Linked DNA regions of Mus musculus: all the other regions are linked to region 1. A link is a contact called in public HiCAR-type and promoter capture Hi-C data. All regions are on one chromosome and are shown on one strand. Each heading gives the region's core, a stretch centred on a gene start, on an enhancer-like site or on the middle of the called end of the contact. The rest is flanking DNA. Distances are from core to core; before and after follow the strand shown.

Region 1 (3,040 bases), core at 389-2,888:
TGCCTGCTTGTGTTTACTTGCCAACACAACTGTTTGAATCTACTAGCCTTGTGGGACTAAGCAGCTACTAGATCCTTGGACTTCCCATTCACAGCTGATCGTTGTTGGGGAGTTGGACTACAGACTGTAAGTCATCATAATAGATTTCCTTACTATAGAGAGACAGACTATAAGTTCTCTGACTCTAGAGAACCCTGACTAATACATTTTGTAACATACATACATACATACATACATACATACAGATTGATTTGCTGTATAATGTGTGTTATCTCAGCCTTAATATGGTGATTAAATGAAAGAAGCCCATGCTAATACCTTTAATCCCAGCACTTGGAAGGCAGAGGCAGAAAGCTCTCTGTGAGGCCAGTCTGGTCCACATAGCGAGTTCCAGGCAAGCCTGCCTTACAGGGGGAGACCCTAACTCACACTCAAATAGAAGTTTTAAGAAGAGCAGACAGAGCCAGGCATGGTGGAGCACACTTTTAATTTCAGCACTCCAGAAGCAGAGGCAGGTGGATCTCTGTGCATTCAAGGCCAGCCTGGTCTACAAAATGAGTTCCAGAACAGCCAGGGCTACACAGAGAAACCCTGTCTTGGGGATTGGGAGCGGGGGAGGAGACAGAATAAAATGCAGGAAAGGAGAATTGCCATCACCAGAGGACTATAAAGCAGGTTAGAGTGTTATTGGACATTCCAGTGGAGAAGCTGAAGAAGTAGAAAAAGAGGATAACTGGTCCAAAGACAGACATCTTAGAGCAGACAGTGGAGAATGAAGGAAGGTCATTGAAGGAAATTAAAACAAAACAAAACAAAAAACAAAAACAAAACAGAACAACAACAACAGAAAAAAACTGTCCCTTCTCAGATTTCAAAGAATACAATATAGAAGCAGACTACTAATTTAGGAGCCCTACTAAGGGCAACACAATGTGGGGCTATTTTGATAACTAGCAAAATTCCTACAATGACGAATGGAAAAGTATCCCTTCCCACCCTCATAATACCATCCAGCTGAAGACTGATCTCATCAAAGTTGCAGTAACAGACAGGAGTCCTGTCTGTGGTGCAGCTAATTTATATACCCTGAATTAACTCTGCTCATTTACTGCGTTAGCAGTACCAGGAGGCAAGGCTGGAGAGGCTTCCATTCTAACTGAAGGAGGAGAGACTGGTTTCTGTGGAAGAGCGAGGAATGACCACAAATTCTTTGGGCTCTGCTCATCAAGAAGTGGGTCCGTGATCTCATTCCTTAACTCTAGTCTGGCTTTGTTGTTCCTGGGGCCATAGGAATGCGGTTGAAGCGCTTCCAAGTGCCTTGAATCGAACCGCCCCAGCAGCTAGACAGCACCTCCTGAGTGTGAACAGACCATTTTGGACCACACAGTTTAGCCAACTCTTGCTGAAAGAAACCAGCATAGGAATCACCCAGCTCGTCTTTACATATTTTGGTAAGTGGACTTTGTCCTTTCAATGAATCTAGTTCTAAATGCATTGGCCTGAAGGAAATAACCTTAAAAATATTTGCTTCTATTTCAGGCTTAGCCACGACCTCCTGGGGGTGTGGCTTATCCAGGGGGCGAGCTTTACGGGGGCGTGGCCTCTTGAGGGCGGGTCTCTTGGGCGGGGCTGGGGAGGACTCCCCAGCAACTGCGTCTAGAGGGCTGAGTGTTCTGGGTTCCACGTGGGTTGATTGAGTTTTAATTTGCAGAAAAAGCTGCTGCGGGCGCGACCGGAAGTGGCAGGTGAGTGAAGCCGGAAGCAGTTCCAGTGAATTCTTTGCGGGTTGTGGAGGCACACGCTGAGCAGGAGTGGGTGCTGCGGAGAGCACGCGTGCGTCCCATGGGCCCCTCCTATTGGTTCTGAAAGCTCTGCAGATTACACCTGGTGCTCCGGACGTAATTTCATTATTGGGAACAGTTGATTTCTAATACGGCGTAGGGTAAACTAAACAAGACATTCAGTGCTAGTCGCGTGCCTGCTCCCGAAGAGTAAAGCTTGCTTAAAAGTTCGTAATCACTTCCAGGTTTGGATCGCGTTATTAGGAGGATAGCAAATAGTTTTGGTAAGGCCTTGTGAGGAAGGTAGGCCTGTAGTTAGGTCTTGCTTTACACTCTGTCAGGGAGAAGCATGTGTTGGCAGTTGCAGAAGTGTCTCCCAGAGCATGGAAGTAAGAGCCTCCTGAGGAAATAATTATAACACCAGTAATGAAGATGAAAGCAGAGAGCTGGGGGTGGATTGCTCGGCGGTACAGTTCAAACCTAGACTGAGTGAGTTCCATCCCTTGCTCAGCTAAAGCTGTTAAAATAGAGTGTAGTTGGGTATATCAACCACATCCTAGCCCAGGCGCCTACAGAGGAGTAGGTGGCCAACACAAAACAAACTCCACGGGCTTTTTTTTTTTTTTCTTTTTTGGTCTTGTCTCGTTGATCTTTTACTTATTTTGACTTTAGTTTTCATAGGTTTTGGTTTTTTAAAGAAAGAACATAAAGTTGGGTGGATAGGGAGGTGGTGGGATCTGAAAAAAACGGGGAGAGGAAGGAACGTGATCAAAATGCATTGTATAAAAAGTTTTTCATTTAAAAAAGTAAAATATGGGTGTGGGTCGCTATGCAAAGTAACACTGTAGAAACAGAATTCTACCAGGTTTTCAAAAGTTAGATTGTTTCATTTTGTCTGTCAGCTACAGTCTGTCTCAGAAGGTATGTCAGGCCTTCAACCCAGAGGCAGAGGCAAATAGATCTCTGTGAGCTCAAGGTCAGCCTGGTCTACAGAGGTAGTTTCAGGAGATCCAGGGCTACACACTCATCGTGTCTGAGGGTGGGGAGATTGTGTTCTGATAACTAAAATAATTTGTGATACGATACATAATAATCATTTAGTTTAACTCCTTAAAATGACTCACGTGTAACTATTTTAGTAGTCCTATTTAAACATGACTCACACAGATTTACAGTCTTTATTCTGGCAATGTGTCTCCCTTCCCTGTGACTCTTGTCACCTTTATGTAGTTCACTGATGAATCCCAACTGTCAAGGAC
Region 2 (3,040 bases), core at 196-2,695, 1.4 Mb before region 1:
TTCAGCTGAAGAATCCAACCCACCACAGAGCTGTCATTTACACATGGCACAGTAACAGTAGTTGAGATCTGTATGTGTGGGTGAACTTTAGCACTATGAAAGGACAAAAATTTTGTCATTTATATTAAAAGAGATATATTCTCAAAAGCCTATGAGCTTAAACATATTCTTTTAAAATCAATCTTTCAGGCCGGGCAGTGATGGCACACACCTTTAATCCCAGCATTTGGGAGGCAGAGGCAAGCGGATTTCTGAGTTCGAGGCCAGCCTGGTCTACAGAGTGAGTTCCAGGACAGCCAAGGCTACACAGAGAAACCCTGTCTCGAAAAACAAAATAAATAAATAAATAAATAAATAAATAAAATTTAAAAAATAAAATAAAATCAATCTTTCAAGTGTAGCTGATTATCCCCAAATCCCTTAGACTAAGTATAAGTACCCCCAGGGTGAAAAACCAGACTAACCCATAGTATCAGCAGGGACCAACACTAAGGAGGTACTACAACCAACCAGTAAAATAATGACATCTTAGTAACAGAAATGACATCTTAGTAACAAAAATTCAAACTGCTTTCTGCAGTTTAAATTTGTGTTTCCTGCACCCCCTATCCACAGCTCTGCGAGAAAAACAAACTTGTATTAAGCTCTAACAGCATTAATTTCTCTTCTTTGTAGACACCTGTGTCAATTTTCTGACACTGAGCTGTGCTTAGAGATCTAGAAATCCCTGAAGAGAGCAATGCTAACCAGCCTCTTTCATCATCAGGGCTCGCGGCCTGGGAAGGAAGGAGCAGGTGTTCTAACCAGCAAACAGACTTTTTTCCCCCTCTCCTTCCTCAGTCCGACCGAGTTCTACCCGGGTTCTTGCTTTCTATCCAGAGCAGCCACCACTCTATCCCGACACCGGCTCATCGCTAATGGTCCTCAACCATCCCTCATTTATCTCAGTTCTCTCTCCTCATATTTCTGTCCAACTCCAAACACCTCTTCCTTCGAGCCTGACACTAGTGACAGCTGAGAGCCCTACCTAGACCTACTAGAAACTTCTAGCGCTCGGAAAGGGGCGGGGGTGGGGGGCGGACCCTTGTCCTTCGGACCTGTGGCTCTTCAAAGGAGCGGAGATCCTCGGGGCGCCCCCTCCCGCCGGGGACTGCGTCCTCGAGCTCAGTCCCGACTCGGTCCCCAAGCCCTCCCTGCACGACCACCTCGCCCCGGGCGCCTCACCCTGGTAGGGCTTCGACAGCGAGTGCTCCCGTTTCAAGTACTCCACCGCTTGACCCGCCCTGACATGCCGCGGCCCCGGCCCAGACCCCAACAGAAGGAGAAAGAGCAAAAGCTTGGCCCCGTCCCGAGCCCACGCGCGCCGCCGCCACCGCTGCCACCAGGAGGGTCTCGAAGCCGCCGCCATCTTTCCCACCGCCGGCCCTTCATCAAAAAGCCCGCCCCGTGGCCCAACCCATTGGCCTGCGGAACCATCGGCCCGATCTCCCATTGGCTCCTGGAGAGTTCCCTCCCCCGCAGGTGAGTATCCCACCGATTGGCTGACTAGTAGCAGTTGCCTTGCCAACCCAGGCAAGGGGCGTTGCCGAATGTCCAGACTCCCTTCTCTGCTTTTGTCCCAGGCTTCACCAGGCCTGCTAGTAATAGAGATTCTTAGTTTGTTTCTGCATTCTATAGTAAATTTAAAGCGATAAAACATTTTTTTTTCCCGATTGTCACTGCCATTTGTACCTACCTGGCCGCCAAGCTAACAGCCAAGAGGGCATAGAAGTAAAAAGAAAAATAGACAAATCCGTGACTAAAATGAGTGGAAGGAACTGAAGACTAGCTGTGTTGGTAAAGAACTTGACTTACGATGTGGGAAGGCATTAGGTCATCCCAGCACTCTGGAGACTGAGGCAGGAAGGTGAGGAGTTCAAAGTCAACACAGTGAGTTAGGGAGTGACCTAAGTAATTCATTAGAATGAAACGACTGGTTCCAGGGTGGTGGTGGTGCACGGATTGTATCCCAATGCTTGGAGGCAACGGTATTTGGATCTCTGAGTTTGAGGCAAGCCTGGTCTACAGAGCAAGTTCTAGAATAGCCAAGGCTACACAGAGAAACCTTGTCTCAAACAGGCAAACCAAACCAAAGAAACAAACATCTGGCAAACTGTCTCAAACAGGCAAACCAAACCAAAGAAACAAACATCTGGCAAACTGTAAAATGTGTAAAGGGCAGCCTGGGTTACATGCTGGGTTGACGAGCACAATCAACCAACATCACATGATGATATTTATAGAAATTAAGTGTATGCTAAATTCTGTGTGAATTTTCAGGGTTACATGCTTTTATTGTGCAAACCTTGTTCCTTGATTTAAAATGATTGGTTAAATAGAATTGACTACAGCCAATTACTGGAGGGAGGGATTAGAGGTAGGTGGGTTTTAAGTTACTTAGTTGAGGGTGGAGAAGAGAGCAGAAGGAAGAGAAACCAGGGGAGAAGAGGAAGAACGAAAGAAGGGGAGGAAGCCTCCAGGAGACGAGATGGACTATGAGTCCATGGCCAGAAGAAGCAGCCAAGTACTTAGGCTGTACCACTGGGGAGGTAGCCAGGCCAGCAGTTAGAAGAGTAGATTAGGGGTTACCCCTAGAAACTGTCAAAGCCAAATAAAATAACCATAGTCTGAGTCTCACTTACTTGTAAGCTGGTCAGGGATAAACTTAAATTGGTTGTACTACACCCCAGAGTTCATATTTCACCAAGTTCCAGCTTCCTGCCTGATTGCTCACTTCTTTCAGAAAACTAGCTTCCTCTTACCTACTTCCTCCTGGAGGCCTCCCTCGACCCCACTCAGACCCGACCGTGTGTGCATTGCTGAGCTCTGACTCTGGTCCATAGATAGCTACAATGGACTTATCAGACTTGTGTCTACATCTTCCCAATAGACACAGTCAAAGCTAACTCTCTTCCAAACATGAGTAAATTTTACAGAGAAACAAGATGTGAGCTTGCCTCAGAGAAGATCAACTCTTGAAAGCTGACAAAGCTACCGATCT
Region 3 (3,040 bases), core at 246-2,745, 1.4 Mb before region 1:
CAACCCAGGCCTTGTGCTTAGTATAGCTCTTGCAACTGAGGTAAGGATGTTTGTCATCCGTGTCCTGCCCTTCACAGGGTGGACAGCTGTGGGTGGATAGCTGTGGTCATCCCCACACACTGAGTTCATAGCTGCCGGATGACATCCAAGTGGGGCTGACCAGGAAGCAGTGATCTCAAGGCTAGAACAGCAGCCCCACCCCTCAGTTCATTTCCACAAGCAGCTGCCTCAGCTGGCCAGTCACCACAATTTGGGGTTAAGGGTATGGTCCTGAAAGAGCAGGCAGCAACAACTATTACTACACAGGCAAAGACTATTCACAGAGAGTTGTTATGTCATATTCGGTGTGTAAGCCAGTTGTTCTCACGTGCTTAGCCAGGTGATGCTGTGTTATCACTCTTCCTGCCGTCAAATTAAAAACTAAAACCATAACTAAACAATAAAATCAATCCAGGCATGGTGGTGCATATCTGTAAACCCTGCACTTGGGAGGTAATGGACATAGGATCGGGAGTTCAAGGTCAGCCTCAGATTTGAAGAGTTCAAAGCCATATCGGGCTATGTAAGACCTTGTCTCAAAAAAAAAAAAAAAAAAAAACAAACAAAAAACAAAAAACAAAAACAAAACAAAAAAAAAAAAACCAGTCATTCTTACCGCCATTTACAGACAGGGACTAGGATTAACGGTGAAGATCTGAAAGGCCTAGGATTTTGTGCCTAGGTTCAAAATTTGCATCTGTAAGAAGTAAAACACTTAGTGTTCCTGTGTGTGTTTACTTGCTTATTGCGCTCCCCCTCCTGCCCCCGTATGGCTTGTCTTGTTTACTGCCATTTTTCTGATGATAGGCTGTAAACTAAAGATGTGCAAGAATTTTGGCTTGTTCATTGCCGTATCGTTAGAGTATGAAACAAGAGTACATGTTCAATGAAAACTCATCCCTAAATAGAAATGACAGGTGAAAAACCTAGGTCAGAGCCTGGTCCCTCAGCACCTTAGGGGTCTAGACAGAACCGAGGAGTGGGCTGGGGGACTTCGGGGGCAGTGACAACCTATTTCTGGCATTGGGTCAAGGTCAACGAAAATCCCAGAAGTAAGGAGGCTGTAACGCCAGCCTGAACCCTCAGGTTCCCTTTTCTTTTTCTAAACCAGGAAATGCATTTTTCTCGCTGTGCCCGCGGAGAAGCACCACCCGCCCCAGAACGGAGCGACAGAGTGCAGGGGACCCGGAAGCAACCGAGCGCGTGGGGCTTGGGAGCCGGGCTCCCTAAGGAGGAGCGCGGGAGAAGCCCGGTGCCGCGCGGAAGCTTGGCTGGGCGCACCCCCGCTGCGGGCTCCCGCGCTCGCCCCGCGCCGTTCTACCTTAAGGGCGCAGACCTCCTTAAGCCGGGCGCGCGAGCCGTGGGTAGGGGCGGGACATCGCATGCAAATAAGGGGCGTGGGGCGGCGGGGCGGGGCGGGCGGGGCGCGGTCTGACGTCAGGTCCTCGGCTGGGGCAGTTGGCGCGGCGGCAGCGGAGCGGCAGGAGGGCAGGAGCGGAGGCGCCGAGTGAGGCGCGCGGCGGGGCGCGGGCAGCGGCGGGGCCGGAGCAACATGGCGCCGGGGGGCGGGGGCGGGCGGCGGGACGGCTGGCCGGCCCGAGGGCGCCTCCTCCTGGCTGCGCTGCTGCTGCTATGGACGCGGGCGGCCAGCGGCCAGAGCAGCCCCCAGCAGAGCGTGATCCTAGGCATGAGGCTAGCGAGCTGCAACAAGTCGTGCGGGATGAACCCGGATGGCATCATCTTCGTGTCCGAGGGCAGCACGGTGAACTTGAGGCTCTATGGCCACAGCCTGGGCGATATCTCCAGCAACCTGATCTCCTTCACCGAGGTGGACGACGCCGAGGCGGTCCACAACTCCACCAACTGCCTGGAGCTCACCAAGGACTTAGTGGTCCAGCGGCTGGTCAACGTGAGCCGCGGGAACACGTCGGGGATGCTAGTGGTGATTACCAAGTTCCTGCGGAGGAGCGAGAACATGAAGCTGTACGCGCTGTGCACCCGGCCCCGGGCCGACGGGCCCTGGACCAGATGGACGGACAAGGACTCCCTGCTCTTCATGGTGGAGGAGCATGGGAGGTTTCTGCCGCTCTGGCTGCACATCCTTCTCGTTATGGTGCTGTTGGTGCTGTCGGGCATCTTTTCTGGCCTCAACCTGGGGCTTATGGCCCTGGACCCGATGGAGCTGCGCATCGTGCAGAACTGTGGAACTGAGAAGGAGAGAAAGTATGCTCGCAAGATAGAGCCCATCAGGCGCAAGGGCAACTACCTGCTCTGCTCGCTGCTCCTGGGGAACGTGCTAGTCAACACCTCCCTCACCATCCTTCTAGACAACCTCATCGGGTCTGGCATCATGGCAGTGGCCTCCTCTACCATTGGCATTGTCATCTTTGGGGAGATCTTACCTCAAGCCCTGTGCTCCCGGCACGGGCTGGCTGTGGGTGCCAACACTATTGTTCTCACCAAAGTCTTTATGCTCCTCACTTTTCCCTTGAGTTTCCCCATTAGCAAACTCCTGGACTTCGTCTTAGGTCAGGAGATTCGCACTGTTTACAATCGGGAGAAGCTGATGGAGATGTTGAAGGTGACAGAGCCCTATAATGACTTGGTGAAGGAGGAGTTAAATATGATCCAGGGTGCCCTGGAACTAAGGACCAAAACTGTGGAGGATATCATGACCCAGCTACACGACTGCTTCATGATCCGCAGTGATGCCATTCTGGACTTCAACACCATGTCGGAGATTATGGAGAGTGGCTACACTCGCATTCCTGTGTTTGAAGATGAGCAATCCAATATTGTAGATATCCTGTATGTCAAAGACTTGGCTTTTGTTGACCCGGATGACTGCACCCCGCTCAAGACCATCACTCGCTTCTACAACCACCCGGTACATTTTGTTTTTCATGACACCAAGCTGGATGCCATGCTAGAGGAATTTAAGAAGGGTAAGGACTGGTGTAGCTCCTGGTTAAATGTCCTTTTGATACCTCTCGTTCCCCTG
Region 4 (3,040 bases), core at 160-2,659, 1.4 Mb before region 1:
TTGGGAGGCAGAGGCAGGTGGATTTCTGAGTTCGAGGCCAGCCTGGTCTACAGAGTTCCAGGACAGCCAGGGCTACACAGAGAAACACTGTCTCAAAAAAAAAATTGATGTTTGTATGTGTATGTTTGCGTGTATGCACATATGCCATGTGGGACTGTTTCAGTTATGTCTACAGAATCCATTTTAGAAAAAAAATTCAAGAGGCTGGAGAGATGGACTCAGTGGTTAAGAGCACTTACCACTCTTGCAGAAGGCCTGGTTCCCAGAACCAACATGGTGGCTCACAAATGTCAACTCTAGTTCCAGGGGATGTAGTGCCCTCTTCTAGCCTCCTTCGGCACCTGCATACACAACACACATACATACACTTGGGCCCACACAGACACAAAACAAAACAAAACATATGTATAAGATGTGTACATGTCTTAGTACATTTAGGGAGAAAGTAGAGAGAAAAATGCAAAAAACAGGGATACCCATAGAGAAGCTAATCCCATAAAGACCACATACAATGAACGAAGAATGCTCCATCTGATCATGCAGGTGTCTTCCAAAATAAGGACAAAAAGAACCCTCTCAAACAGCTTTCTCAACCCGAGGAATCAGAATAAACTGTGGTTGTGAAGCTAGCATGTATGGAAATTCCTGACAGCTGCTATCTCCCTGCATGGCTGAATGACCCGAATGTCAGGTGCATGTCAGAAACCAAAGGCACACAGAATCAGTCTCTAAACATCGTTTTATTGTAAGCTTAATTACATGAAACAAGTGTGAAGATTCAAGGAAACAGATTTTTCTGGGTTTGAGTATTTACTATGGACCTTCCTATCAAGGCATCTTCCTCAAAAGCAGGTGTCTGTCTTGATATCCACAGAGCCCAACGCAAAGCTAAGAGACTTTAGCTTTAAAACAAACCAATAGAGCTGGGTGAGGTTAAGAATGTGTGCTGAGGACCAGAGTTCAGTTCCCAGCACAGCTTCCCATTAGCTTGGAACTCCAGCTCCAGGGGGAATTCGACGCCCTCTTGCGTCTGCCCAAAGCACTGCCCTCGCAAGCGCAAACCCACATACAAATACAAATGATAAGAAAATGTTTTAAACAAACGACTCCAGGTTTCCCTGTGCCCAGTCCCTGGTTCTTATTCAGCCCTTAGCCTTGCTGGCCAGAGGGTTAATGACCTTCCTTTGCTCGTCCACACGCGCCGGGAACTCCGAGGCCGTCCCAGACAGCCGCCCCGCGTCCTCCCTTGCCTGCGGAGCCCCACGCCCCTCCGGCTCGCCCCGCCCCGCGCCGCTTGTTTACTCCCCGGCGCAGCCTAGTTCTCCCCAGAGCCCGCCCCCGCCAGCCGCTTATTGGTCAAAGTGACGCGGAGGCCCGCGCCGATTGGCTGCAACAACAGAGGCGCGGGTGAGTGGGGTAGGCTGCGCCCGAGGCCCAGAAGGGGTAGCAGGCCATGGCGGCGGCTGCTGCGGCTGTGGTGGGTTGGTTGGGCTGGGTGCTTGCCGCGTTCTGTCTGGGCAGCACCGCAGGGGAGGCGGCGCCGGCGCCGGGCGCGGGACTGCTGAACTTCTGCACGGAAGAGGACAGCGCACCGGGCGCGGGCTCCCTGCGCGGAAGGGCAGCGCCAGAGGCCACTTTGTGCTTGCGACTCTTCTGCTCCGGCTTGGCCAACAGCTCCTGGACCTGGGTAGCCGCCGAGGGCGCAGGCTGCCCGGAGGGCGGACGGGCCACGGAGCCCGAGGAGGCGGCCGCCCCGACGGGCGAGTGGCGCGCGCTGCTGCGCCTGCGCGCCGAGGCCGGCCACCCGCGCTCCGCGCTGCTGGCGGTGCGCGTGGAGCCGGGTGGTGGGGCCGCGGAGGAGGCGGCGCCGCCCTGGGCGCTGGGGCTGGGGGCGGCCGGGCTGCTGGCCCTGGCGGCGGTGGCGCGCGGCCTGCAGCTGAGCGCGCTGGCGCTGGCGCCGGCCGAGGTGCAGGTGCTGCGCGAGAGCGGCTCGGAGGCGGAGCGCGCGGCGGCGCGGCGCCTGGAACCCGCGCGGCGCTGGGCCGGCTGCGCCCTGGGCGCGCTGCTGCTTCTGGCCAGCCTGGCGCAGGCGGCACTGGCCGTGCTGCTGTACGGGGCGGCGGGCCAGCGCGCCGTGCCCGCCGTGCTGGGTTGCGCGGGGCTGGTGTTCCTGGTGGGTGAGGTGCTGCCGGCCGCCGTGAGCGGACGCTGGGCGCTGGCGCTGGCGCCGCGCGCGTTGGGCCTCAGCCGCCTGGCGGTGCTGCTCACCTTGCCCGTGGCGCTGCCGGTCGGGCAGCTGCTGGAGCTGGCAGCGCGGCCGGGGCGTCTGCGGGAGCGCGTGCTGGAGCTGGCGCGCGGCGGCGGCGACCCCTACAGCGACCTCAGCAAGGGAGTGCTGCGCTCCCGGACCGTGGAGGACGTGCTCACGCCGCTCGAAGACTGCTTTATGCTGGACTCCGGCACTGTCCTAGACTTCAGCGTCCTCGCCAGCATCATGCAGAGCGGCCACACGCGCATCCCAGTGTACGAGGAGGAGCGCTCCAACATCGTGGACATGCTCTACCTCAAAGACTTGGCTATCGTTGAGCCCGAGGACTGCACACCGCTCAGCACCATCACCCGCTTCTACAACCATCCACTCCACTTTGTCTTCAACGATACCAAACTGGACGCTGTCCTGGAGGAGTTCAAGCGAGGTAAGGGGACGCCCCTGTTAGAAAGGCCCCAGAAAGTGATGGCCTTGTACCTGCGAATGACCTTTGGAAATATTTAAAGACCCACCTTTTAGAAGCGGAAGGAAGTGCTATGGGAGTCTGATGCGGGAGGATCGGAAGGTGGTTACCCTGTTTGTTAAATAGAAAATTTTAAAAAAGTTGGGGATGTAGCTCAGTGCTTGCCTAACATACATGAAGCCCTGACCATTACCCAGTACCACATAAACCCAAGCAGTGGCCTACCTACTTAGAAGGATGGAAGCCGGCCTGGACTAAAGATTCTGTCTCAAAAGTAAATGAATGAATAAAAAGATCCATTGGCAGGC
Region 5 (3,040 bases), core at 195-2,694, 1.3 Mb before region 1:
AAGGAAGGGGGGTCCCTGAAGAAGTGCCATAGAACTGAATGCTGGCGGGAAAGCCTCAGTCAGCCTGAAGCGGACTAACAAACAAAACAGACCATGTCATCGGACAGAGGGCTTGCATATTTTAGAAACATAAGGGTGATGGCTGCAAGGGTGAGAACCATAAAGAGGTACAGAAACACAACAGTCAGTCTGGCTTGGGGAACTAAACGCAATAGGAGGCGCTGGAGAGGCGGCTCAGTTAAGAGTTCTGTCTGCACCAGGCCGGTGGTGGCGCACGCCTTTAATCCCAGCACTCAGGAGGCAGAGGCAGGCGGATTTTTGAGTTCGAGGCCAGCCTGGTCTACAAAGTGAGTTCCAGGACAGCCAGGGCTATACAGAGAAGCCCTGTCTCAAAAAAAAAAAAAAAAAAGAGAGAGAGAGAGAGAGAGAGAGCGCTCTGGCTGCTCTGCAAAGGACCAGGGTTGTTTCTCAGCTGGTCACATCTGTAACTGCCAATTCCAGGGAATCTGAAGCCCTATTCTGGCCTCCAGGAGCTAAATGCACATAAATAGTCTTTAAATTAAAAAAAGCGTAAATGTAATCATCTCATTTGTTATTTTCTAAAGGTACAGCGGAGAAAACACTTCAAGAGGAGGAAGCGGGGAGTCCTATTATGTCCCTAGTCCAAAAGATGGGGGTAGCAGAGGTGTAGAGAAACGCCGCCCGCTAGGAAGCCATTCCTATGGTAACCATCAAGTGTTCCGTATCATCAGCCCTACACTGATGACAACCTTGCTACAACTGCACAAACTACCTGTTCCTGGGGATAACATGGTAACCGGCACAGAAGAACAGGGACCACTGCTAATAGCAAAATCTCTGTATGATTTTGGACAAAACAGTCACACCCCTGCGCTCCACAGTAAATCTTTCGAGATCACTGTCATTGCTAAAACTTGTACACTCACACCCGAGAGCAGCAAGGGCCAGCTGCCCTGACCTCCCCGGTGGATACGAACCACCAACTGCAGATTCTTTCCCTAGCTCCTCTGTCACCTGACCAGGCTGTCTCCTAGCTGGGTTGGTCTCCAGACCCAGTTCAGAAACCAATGCCTCAATTTACCCGTCCGCACTCGAGACGGAGTAGTCGAGGGGCTTCCTGCCACGCTTTGAAGCCAGCCTTCCTGCACCAGGCCCGGAAGCTCCAAACACGGTTCGAGGCCTCCTTCAGTCCACGTTCCCGGAGATGGGGCTGGAGATTGCCCGCCGCCGGCAACGCGGCCGCCTCACCCCTCTCACCCCTGTCGAAGTCCATCTCCTCCAGCGTCTGCTGTACCCCGGGCACCGCACTAGGGTGAGAGCAGCAGGAGCCATCCGCGCAAAGGTGCGGCGCCGCCATCCCGGCGGCCGGGACTGCAGCCAAGCGCTCCTACGAAATGCCCACCCCTCCGTCCCAGGTTGACCACTCGACGTCCGTAGTTGACCTTCGAGTCCCGCCTCCTCGCCCCAGGCCAACCAATCCTGCATTTAGACCTTAGCTTAGCAACCAATGAAAGTGGTGAGGTGTGGCTGGATAGACTGAGCCTTGCTGCTTTGCTACCACGGGAGGGCGCCCAAGGCTAACTAAGCACAAGGAAGAGCAAAGGCTCGGGAATCCGTTGAGCTCCCCGGGAGGAGGCAGGACAGTTCGTGCAGCCTCGCCTTGTAGGGTGAGGGGACCAGGCAGCTTGGCCTGTCTGGTAGTGTTTATGTCGCATTCGCCAGAACCGAGGCCTCGCAGGTTCCCCAGGGCACAAGGACTCTAGACGCGGCCCATAGTCCCTCTCTCATCTCCCAAGCATCACTTGAGCTGTAGGCCATCCATGGTCAGATCAGTGACCCGCCAGAAAGCTACTAACACTCTGACCCTCGTTCTTTAGCAATCCATCAGGAAGCAGGTGGCCTGAGGGCAAGGACCTGGTAGACCACCTTTGTGCTTAAGCCTCTGCCCACTCAGTGGGCGCTGGTTGCCAACACCCACTGGGCAGACAACTGAGCTAAGGGAAACACACTCAAGTATTTCCCAGCCTCTTCTGACCCACACTCAGGGAAACAGCAGCCTGCTCAAGGGTCATCCAAGTGTATGGGGGGTGGGGGGTGGGGTGGCAGCTAAGGGTGGGCAGAGAGCTCACTGTGGTCTCTGTTCCTATGTACCGGTTAGATTGATCTAAACCAGGTGTGTCCAAATTGCAGCCAACAACAGCATCAAATTTAGCACAACACAAAATCTTAAAATGTCTTTTTTTTTTCCTCCTTCCTATTTTCCTTCTCGAAATCCGATTGGCAGGCAGCTCTCATTAAGGGCGCTCAGAAATGAATCCAGGCTGGGCCTGTTGTTTTTCCCAGGAACATCTGGGCCTACACCACTCCCTCACTAAGACAAGGGCTTGATACTGACTGGGTGGCAATAGGGGACTATCCCTACCCAGATAGGACATTCGAGACTAGCATTCTTCCCCTCCCACGGAGCTTGTCCTAATCTCCATCTTTATAAAGACACTGTCCACACAACTTGAGAAGCCTCTCCTTCAGCCCCTGACTCCCTGCTCACCCTCCCTATAGTTCTGGGAAGACCGTCTCCTTCTCCTCCTCTTCCCGAACGCTCTGCCTTGTTTCCCTGTGGCACCAGGCCAAGTCCAGCTCCCAAGCAGAGTAGCCCTGCTCTGGCTCCCAGTCCCATAGGCATCACTGTGGGAAAACACTTGAGTCTCAGCTGGCCCCTCCAGAGATGCACGGACAGGCATTAAGACCATGATGGCCCAGACCAAAGGATGAGTCCCTCTTAGGTCAATAAGTGGGTTTGAGTCAAAATATCTGTGTGGCAGGGTTAAATTTCATTTTCTCCATTTTATTTGTCAATATAAAAATACTCAAATATTTACAACAAATAAATATGTGGGGACACAATAAGTTACACTGTTAGCCCTTTTCCCAGAGCAGGGAGAGGATAGGCCAGTATCCATAGCATGCCCACCTCCTCCCTTCCCTCCCCCAACAACCCTTCCCAGCCCTGTCAGAAGAG
Region 6 (3,040 bases), core at 146-2,645, 1.2 Mb before region 1:
TCCCTCTTAATGTGGACACAAATCAATAATGGGTTCATTGGAGGAAAGATGCCTTGAATTAGGAATTAATCCAGATGATTGTAGTGGAGACAAGGAAGTAAAAATGAAAACTATGCAAAGTGTAAGCCCATCTTCACAGTCAAGAAATTTGGTGCCTCATTATAGGCTATTTTTTTTTCTTGGTTGAGGGCAGCCATGAAGACCAGGTTAGTTCCTCTGAAGGAATGTTCCACCAGACCCTTTTGAAAATAACCTACAAGGGGTAGGTGACAACACCCAGGAATTTAGTCCTTTGTAGTTTTCCTCAACTTGACCTTTTGTAGTCACAAGCTCTATAAACTATATTTTTGGTCCAAGCGGCAGGATTTACTAAAAGTCATTTGATATTATTATGTCAGGCCTCTGCAAGGTACTTAAGATTTCATCACTGGGACGCAATTAGGGAAGCATAGATACTGTATGCAGCCATAGTGTTTCAGGAATGTTCCACAACGAGAATAAATCGAAGAAGCCAGTGTTTGGAAATCTAGTGAACGCTCTGCCGTGAGTTGTCAGGCTTTACCTGTGTGCAACACTGAGCAATGGAGGACGTTTTCTGTCTAAATTAGAGACTTCTGGCCACGGTGCCTATTGTCATTTCCAGTTGCATTATTAACTTTCTTTCTGTCCCTCCTCCTCCTAGTATCCTCATCGTGGTGGAGTGGCCATCAGGAGGTATCCTACATCTATGCCTCCAAAGCCCTTCTGCACCGCACCCCCCGCACCCCCCTCATCCTTGTCCCTGGGGCCAACACCATCACCTCCCATAACATTACTATAGGAGGAAAACTGAGGACGGTGCAACAGCTTTAATCCCAGCAGAGGTAACCAGATCTCTGTGAGCTTTAGACCACCCTGATCTACATAGGGAGTTAAAGGTCAGCCAGGCTACATAGTGATACCGTGCTTAAAAAACAAAACAAAACAGAGTGGAGGAGGGAATTGAGGCTAAGACTGTGTGTGTGGGGGGGTGTACTGTCAATTTCTGACGGAGTGGGCCATTGCAACAATTTGGTAACAACTAAAGCTGTCTGCAGTCTCGAACCCGTGGCTAACAGGCATAACAAACACAACAGGCTTCCTGAGCTCACGCCCAAGGTTGTATGATTCGTGGTGGAAGCCCTTGACTGCGGGAACTTCGGCTTCCACAGCACCTCCACTACAAGAACTACTATGTGGCTGGGACACTGGGCGCGAACACTCAAGCGGACAGGTCATGAACCCGAAAGCCGCTAGCTGTCAGGGTGACTGACGCCACGCCCCGGAGGCGGCGGGAGTCTGCGCGGCCCACGAAGAGGCAGAACTGCGCATGTGCGGCGTCTACTTTTAGCGCTGCTTCGGCTGGTCGGGGCAGGAAGCGGAAGACTGACCGGGCGTTGTTAGACTCCCACCAACGGAAGTCCCGCCCATCTTGCTCAGCCTGTTCCCGGAAGTGCATCTGCTTGTCTCGGGCGAGATGGCTTCAAGGTTACTTCGCGGAGTGGGCGCTTTGGCGGCGCAGGCCCTGAGGGCCCACGGCCCCCGTGGCGCGGCCGTGACCCGCTCCATGGCTTCTGGAGGTACGTGACCAGCTGGGCGGGACAGGCCGGTGTCCATGGCCTCCGGCGTGGTTGGTGATGGGCGGTCGAGCGGGGTCGGCCATTAGCGTTCTCTCGAGCCCTGCTGACCACCTTAGGCTCCGGGAGCCGGCGCTCTGTCCGGTCTTGCTGTAATTTCGGCCGCCCACCCGATCGAACCCGCTTTCAAAGTGCCCTCACTGGAAGGTGCCGGGTGACCTTGGAACACAAGGACTTGGAGGGCTGAAAAAGCGCTGGACCAACATTCAAATCCCTTGCCCGCCACCAGCCAGTATACTCTCATGACTTGATTGTAGGGAAAGTCGACAACCAAGCTTCCGCGGTGGGAAGGGAAAAACGGTATGGCTTGGGAGTCATGCCTCAGTGGGCTTAGGGGACTGTGGGAATGGGTAGCTTGGGAACCCACCAAAGAAGCGGATAACGTCACCTTTCCCGTGTTGATCTTTTTATCGTGTATCCATCGTGGTCATATCAATTGCCGTAGCTCATTTTTCTTCTTCTAGGTGGTGTCCCCACTGATGAGGAGCAGGCTACTGGGCTGGAGAGGGAGATCATGATAGCAGCACAGAAGGGACTGGTAAGGAGAAATGCTGTGTCCTCTGGAGCCCTGGGGCTTGGATGGGATTAGAGGAGTTCCTGTCAGCCAGCGTCTGGTCCTGACAACCCAGCTTGTAGGAACGGCCCTTTTGCAGTGCAGTGGCAGGCGTTATCTGTCATAAATAGTCAACTCTTGTCTCTTTCAGGACCCATACAATATGCTACCTCCAAAGGCAGCTTCAGGCACCAAGGAAGACCCTAATCTAGTCCCGTCCATCAGCAACAAGAGAATAGTGGGCTGCATCTGTAAGCACTTTGTTTTTATTTTCTGGCCCATTTGTTTATAACCTGCCTCACAGAATGTCTATAAATTGCTTCAGATATGTGTGTATGATGGACTGTATGTGTGTAAAAATGTAAATATGTGTATACATTGTTGTAAGGGTTGTTGACTGTCTTAAGTCTCAGTATGCATGAGAAGTCACAGAAGGCAGATGACCCTGGAGCTGTAGTTACAAGCAAGGCTGTGAGCCACTTTGCTGTGGCTACTGGGAATTGAACTCAGGTCCTCTGGAAGAGCAGTCCATGCTTTTAATTGCTGAACTATCTTTCCAGCCCAGATTATTTACACACACACACACACGTATGTACATACATATGCCAGGTACTGTTTGTTTCAAGCACTAGGGATACACATGAGTACAGATCCTGTTTTGGAATTTTGCATAGGGACTGGAATTGTTAGAACCTACAGTGACCCCATACAAGGTTATCTTACTCACAGGTAAATGCATCCCCGCTTTTTCATTTGAAGGAGCGGAGCGTGAAGTGGTCTCCTAGTCAGTGGCAGTTTTGTTGCTGTGTCCGAAGTGTCTGTAGGAAAGAGG
Region 7 (3,040 bases), core at 274-2,773, 1.1 Mb after region 1:
AAATGACTATCCAGTGTTTCCTACGTCCTTCATAGAAGGTCTACATACCTTCCCCAGTCAACTAAGATTTATACACAGTGTCATGCTGTGGCCGAGGCTTGTCTCAGAACTCATGATGTAATCTCCAATTAAAGGCTCAGCTGAACAGTTTGTTTCTCGTGTGTATTCAGTTAAAGACTTTATCCATGTTGTAGTCAATGTAATAAAACCAAAAGTCAAGACAATGAGTTAACAGGGGATTGTTCTGAAGCACACCTGCTGTAAAAAGCAACTGGGAACATTATTTCCAATACACCAGGATACATCTTTCAGTGGATCCACCTGGAGCAAGGAAAGGGCAAACCACACCTGCTTTACTGCTGTGCGGTGGAGAGAAGCCTGTGATCAAAGTCCCTCAAGTTAAACTATCTCACAAACTGATTTTGGAAGTGAAAACTGGGAAAATTCATTCACAACACTAGGCAAATTAATTAACACTTTAAAAGGTCTGTCTGTAATCTGGTTGGAATGTGTTGGGTTAAATTAAATCCATGCTCCTTGTTTTTTTCAGGGAATAGTGTAATTTTTTTTCTATATTAGTGATTATTCCCCAGAAATTATCAGTTCCGAGTCCTCAGCTGCAGGGATTTAAGTTGTCTGGAAATAACACCTTAGTGTAACTGTAGTTTTTGTTTGTTTTTATAGACAGAGGTTCACTCTCTAGCCCTGGCTGGGTCTCCTGAGTATTGGAATTATAGATGTGAACTACCACACCTAGACACCTGCAGTTTTGAAAGCTCCTTGGTAATTCCAAAGTGTACCCACGGTGTGTGCTTGAGCAGAGGCAGCAAGGTAGTCCAGGGCTGTGGAAGGCCTTTTAACTCCCGTGCTCTCAGTTCCAGCTCCGAATGCTGTGGATCGCCCTGGAGCCTGTGCTTTTGCTCAGGGTCACACGAGTCTGGTATTAACCAGAGAAAATGATTCTCACTGTGGCCTTTTCCTTTTGTGAGGGTGAAGGGGCGTGGAGCCCAGGCGTTCCCCACTCCACCGGTTTCTCAAATCTGATGCTGTAACCGCAGAGGTTAGACTATGCTCTAAACAAACCCAGTGAGCTCAGTAAACAAACCCAATAAGCAATTCATCCCATTCAACAGAGAAGGTGTGTGACCTCCAGGTGACCCGGGTCACTTTTAATCCTAGCATCGGGTCACTGTCAGGCAATTCTGCTTCCGACAGGCTCCGATTGGCGGCCCGGGAAGTCGCAGAACCTATGCTTACCTCGGGTCAGCCCCAAACAACCAGCCACTTTCCCTAACAAGGTAGCGCCTGGACATGGCCCGAATGACGTCACCCTATAGTCCCACCCACCGGAGGCACGGCCTGTCATTCCAACGCTCTCAGCCTTCGCCCGGGTTCCTGAGGACCAGGCGCAGACTCCAGTCTTCACTTCCTCCTTGGCTCCGCCCTTTTCGTGCCTGGGGGCGGGGAGAAGACCGGAGGGGGCGGTGCCGCGCGTGCGCGGAGAGGAGCGGAGGGGCTGGGGCAGAGGGCTGGTTTGAGTGACTGAAGGCAAGATGCAGGTGAGTGTGGCGAGCTCGGGACCCCAAGTCTGCGGTCGTTTGGCTTGGTGGGCTCGCGCCAGACCCGGAGCCGGGTCTACATGGATTAGTTACAGAACTCGGCGGACTGCGGGGAGGCCCGGCGCAGGCGCACTGCGAGAGGGCGGGTGCGGTCCCTCCGGCCTCCTGGGCTGGGCACTCCTGCTCCGGTGCGTCCTGCCCCGCAAATCTCTGTCCTTTGGTAGGCACCGGACTTTGGGCTCGTTCTCCTCCAGGCCTGATGAAGGCCCCGACCCTCCTGCCATCTAGAGCTGACTCTAGATGGTCCGTTGGGAGTGCTTTCTGGTTTCCAGATCTGAACTCTAGGCCTCACGACTATTGTTAATTTCTAATATGAAGAAAGGTGGAACTCCTTAGCAATTTTTTTTCCTTTTTTGAGCTGGAATTAGACAAAAGCCCAAAGAAAGTGTGTTAGAGAACCGCATCGGAATAGCCTTAGAAGAGCAAAAGTATGCGTCAGCCACTTTGTCGCCAACCTTCTATGTGGCTGTGTTTAAGGATTCTGAAGAGTCTGGATGGAGGGTAGATGGACCGTGTAGTTGTGGGCTCCGGCTTAAGAGACAGACCTTGGGGACTGGAGGGGGTGGTCATCTACACATTCAGCAAGCCGGCCACACCTACACCTGGGAGGCAAGAACAGGCTCAAGTAAAGGGATATACCTAGTATTTTGTGCTTACTAAACATTAGCCGTCAGGAGTGACTCTGGAGCAGGCCAGGCGTCTGCTATTCTCAGATTTATCCTTTAGACTCTAAAGCTTAGGGAAGTCTGTGGGTCTAGCCACAGTCTTCCTCTTCCCCAAGTCTACTGCAGGCTCTCAGGACAGACAGATGGTCAGTCAGCATGTCACAGCGTTTTTGCATTTTCAGGTCCCTCTGCCTGGAATGTAACTTCCTTTGGTCTCCAGGTTCCTCTCGTTGGGGAAGAGTTCTCAGGACTCAGATAAACCTTCTTTAATTAGTGCGTAGCTCTGACCTGTTGTTTAGAGAGGCCCAGCTTCAAGCAGACACCTTTCATGGTTTATGTAGGGTTAGCCAGTCGTCTCCTGGTGTTTTGGGGTTTTGTTTGTTTGTTTGTTTTTTCTGAAGCTGAAATGCGCAGGTTTCTGGTTAAGACAGTGTTTGCTGTATCGTTGCGTAGCTCTGACCTGTTGTTTAGAGAGGCCCAGCTTCAAGCAGACACCTTTCATGGTTTATGTAGGGTTAGCCAGTCGTCTCCTGGTGTTTTGGGGTTTTGTTTGTTTGTTTGTTTTTTCTGAAGCTGAAATGCGCAGGTTTCTGGTTAAGACAGTGTTTGCTGTATCGTTGGCGGTCACTTCTCAAGGAAGGGGAACTGGTGGATGTTCACCCCTTTGAGAAAAAGGAAGGGATAAGCAGTCGACAGCAGCAGGAGCCAGGGTCTTAGGGTCACTACCGCCACCCGTCAAAAGCATCCAGGGAAGAA

What was found. Promoter capture Hi-C pulls out the DNA fragments that hold promoters and counts their contacts. HiCAR-type assays count read pairs that join an accessible place to other places. Capture Hi-C pulls out chosen DNA fragments and counts their contacts.
Region 2: a promoter capture Hi-C map of pre-B cells shows a contact between it and region 1, with 5 times the contacts expected there. The contact joins the promoter of Lman2l here to the promoter of Lipt1 in region 1. A contact is called at or near these places in 1 of 39 promoter capture datasets (pre-B cells), 1 of 484 Hi-C or Micro-C datasets (CD8 T cells), 2 of 115 datasets of contacts at active chromatin or transcription factors (embryonic stem cells and pancreatic cancer cells) and 1 of 9 other capture datasets (pancreatic islet).
Region 3: a contact with region 1 is called in a promoter capture Hi-C map of liver, with 5 times the contacts expected there. The contact joins the promoter of Cnnm4 here to the promoter of Lipt1 in region 1. A contact is called at or near these places in 4 of 39 promoter capture datasets (the C10 cell line, cranial neural crest and liver), 1 of 115 datasets of contacts at active chromatin or transcription factors (astrocytes) and 2 of 9 other capture datasets (adipose tissue and liver).
Region 4: a promoter capture Hi-C map of pre-B cells shows a contact between it and region 1, with 5 times the contacts expected there. The contact joins the promoter of Cnnm3 here to the promoter of Lipt1 in region 1. A contact is called at or near these places in 9 of 39 promoter capture datasets (the 3T3-L1 cell line, cranial neural crest, embryonic stem cells and 6 more), 3 of 115 datasets of contacts at active chromatin or transcription factors (astrocytes, large pre-B cells and pancreatic cancer cells) and 1 of 9 other capture datasets (liver).
Region 5: a HiCAR-type map of astrocytes shows a contact between it and region 1, with 2.7 times the contacts expected there. The contact joins the promoter of Ankrd39 here to the promoter of Lipt1 in region 1. A contact is called at or near these places in 11 of 39 promoter capture datasets (the 3T3-L1 cell line, 3T3-L1-derived adipocytes, the C10 cell line and 8 more), 2 of 484 Hi-C or Micro-C datasets (the N1E-115 cell line and embryonic stem cells), 5 of 115 datasets of contacts at active chromatin or transcription factors (astrocytes, embryonic hindbrain, embryonic stem cells and 2 more) and 3 of 9 other capture datasets (adipose tissue, embryonic stem cells and liver).
Region 6: a contact with region 1 is called in a promoter capture Hi-C map of liver, with 8 times the contacts expected there. The contact joins the promoter of Cox5b here to the promoter of Lipt1 in region 1. A contact is called at or near these places in 10 of 39 promoter capture datasets (the 3T3-L1 cell line, the C10 cell line, the HPC-7 cell line and 6 more), 5 of 484 Hi-C or Micro-C datasets (CD4 T cells, CD8 T cells, the G1E-ER4 cell line and 2 more), 5 of 115 datasets of contacts at active chromatin or transcription factors (embryonic forebrain, epiblast stem cells, large pre-B cells and 2 more) and 4 of 9 other capture datasets (adipose tissue, embryonic stem cells, liver and 1 more).
Region 7: a promoter capture Hi-C map of liver shows a contact between it and region 1, with 5 times the contacts expected there. The contact joins the promoter of Pdcl3 here to the promoter of Lipt1 in region 1. A contact is called at or near these places in 5 of 39 promoter capture datasets (the 3T3-L1 cell line, the C10 cell line, liver and 1 more) and 1 of 115 datasets of contacts at active chromatin or transcription factors (astrocytes).

What each region holds. Positions count from the first base shown.
Region 1 is chr1:37,870,581-37,873,620 of GRCm38.p6, forward strand. Lipt1 (lipoyltransferase 1) reads left to right here and starts at 1,639. Exons shown (of 2, transcript NM_001037918.4): 1 at 1,639-1,745.
Region 2 is chr1:36,443,826-36,446,865 of GRCm38.p6, forward strand. It overlaps Lman2l (lectin, mannose-binding 2-like), which reads right to left and starts at 1,446. Exons shown (of 8, transcript NM_001013374.2): 1 at 1,225-1,446. The coding sequence starts at 1,408.
Region 3 is chr1:36,470,102-36,473,141 of GRCm38.p6, forward strand. Cnnm4 (cyclin M4) reads left to right here and starts at 1,496. Exons shown (of 7, transcript NM_033570.2): 1 at 1,496-2,984. The coding sequence starts at 1,592. Gm33454 (predicted gene, 33454) reads right to left here and starts at 1,668. Exons shown (of 3, transcript NR_168706.1): 1 at 1,361-1,668.
Region 4 is chr1:36,510,458-36,513,497 of GRCm38.p6, forward strand. Cnnm3 (cyclin M3) reads left to right here and starts at 1,410. Exons shown (of 8, transcript NM_053186.3): 1 at 1,410-2,696. The coding sequence starts at 1,454.
Region 5 is chr1:36,545,808-36,548,847 of GRCm38.p6, forward strand. Ankrd39 (ankyrin repeat domain 39) reads right to left here and starts at 1,445. Exons shown (of 4, transcript NM_026241.4): 1 at 1,279-1,445. The coding sequence starts at 1,378. It overlaps Sema4c (sema domain, immunoglobulin domain (Ig), transmembrane domain (TM) and short cytoplasmic domain, (semaphorin) 4C), which reads right to left. Exons shown (of 15, transcript NM_001126047.3): 15 at 2,832-3,040.
Region 6 is chr1:36,690,092-36,693,131 of GRCm38.p6, forward strand. Cox5b (cytochrome c oxidase subunit 5B) reads left to right here and starts at 1,396. Exons shown (of 4, transcript NM_009942.2): 1 at 1,396-1,598; 2 at 2,120-2,193; 3 at 2,360-2,459. The coding sequence starts at 1,496.
Region 7 is chr1:38,986,291-38,989,330 of GRCm38.p6, forward strand. It overlaps Pdcl3 (phosducin-like 3), which reads left to right and starts at 1,524. Exons shown (of 6, transcript NM_026850.4): 1 at 1,524-1,559. The coding sequence starts at 1,554.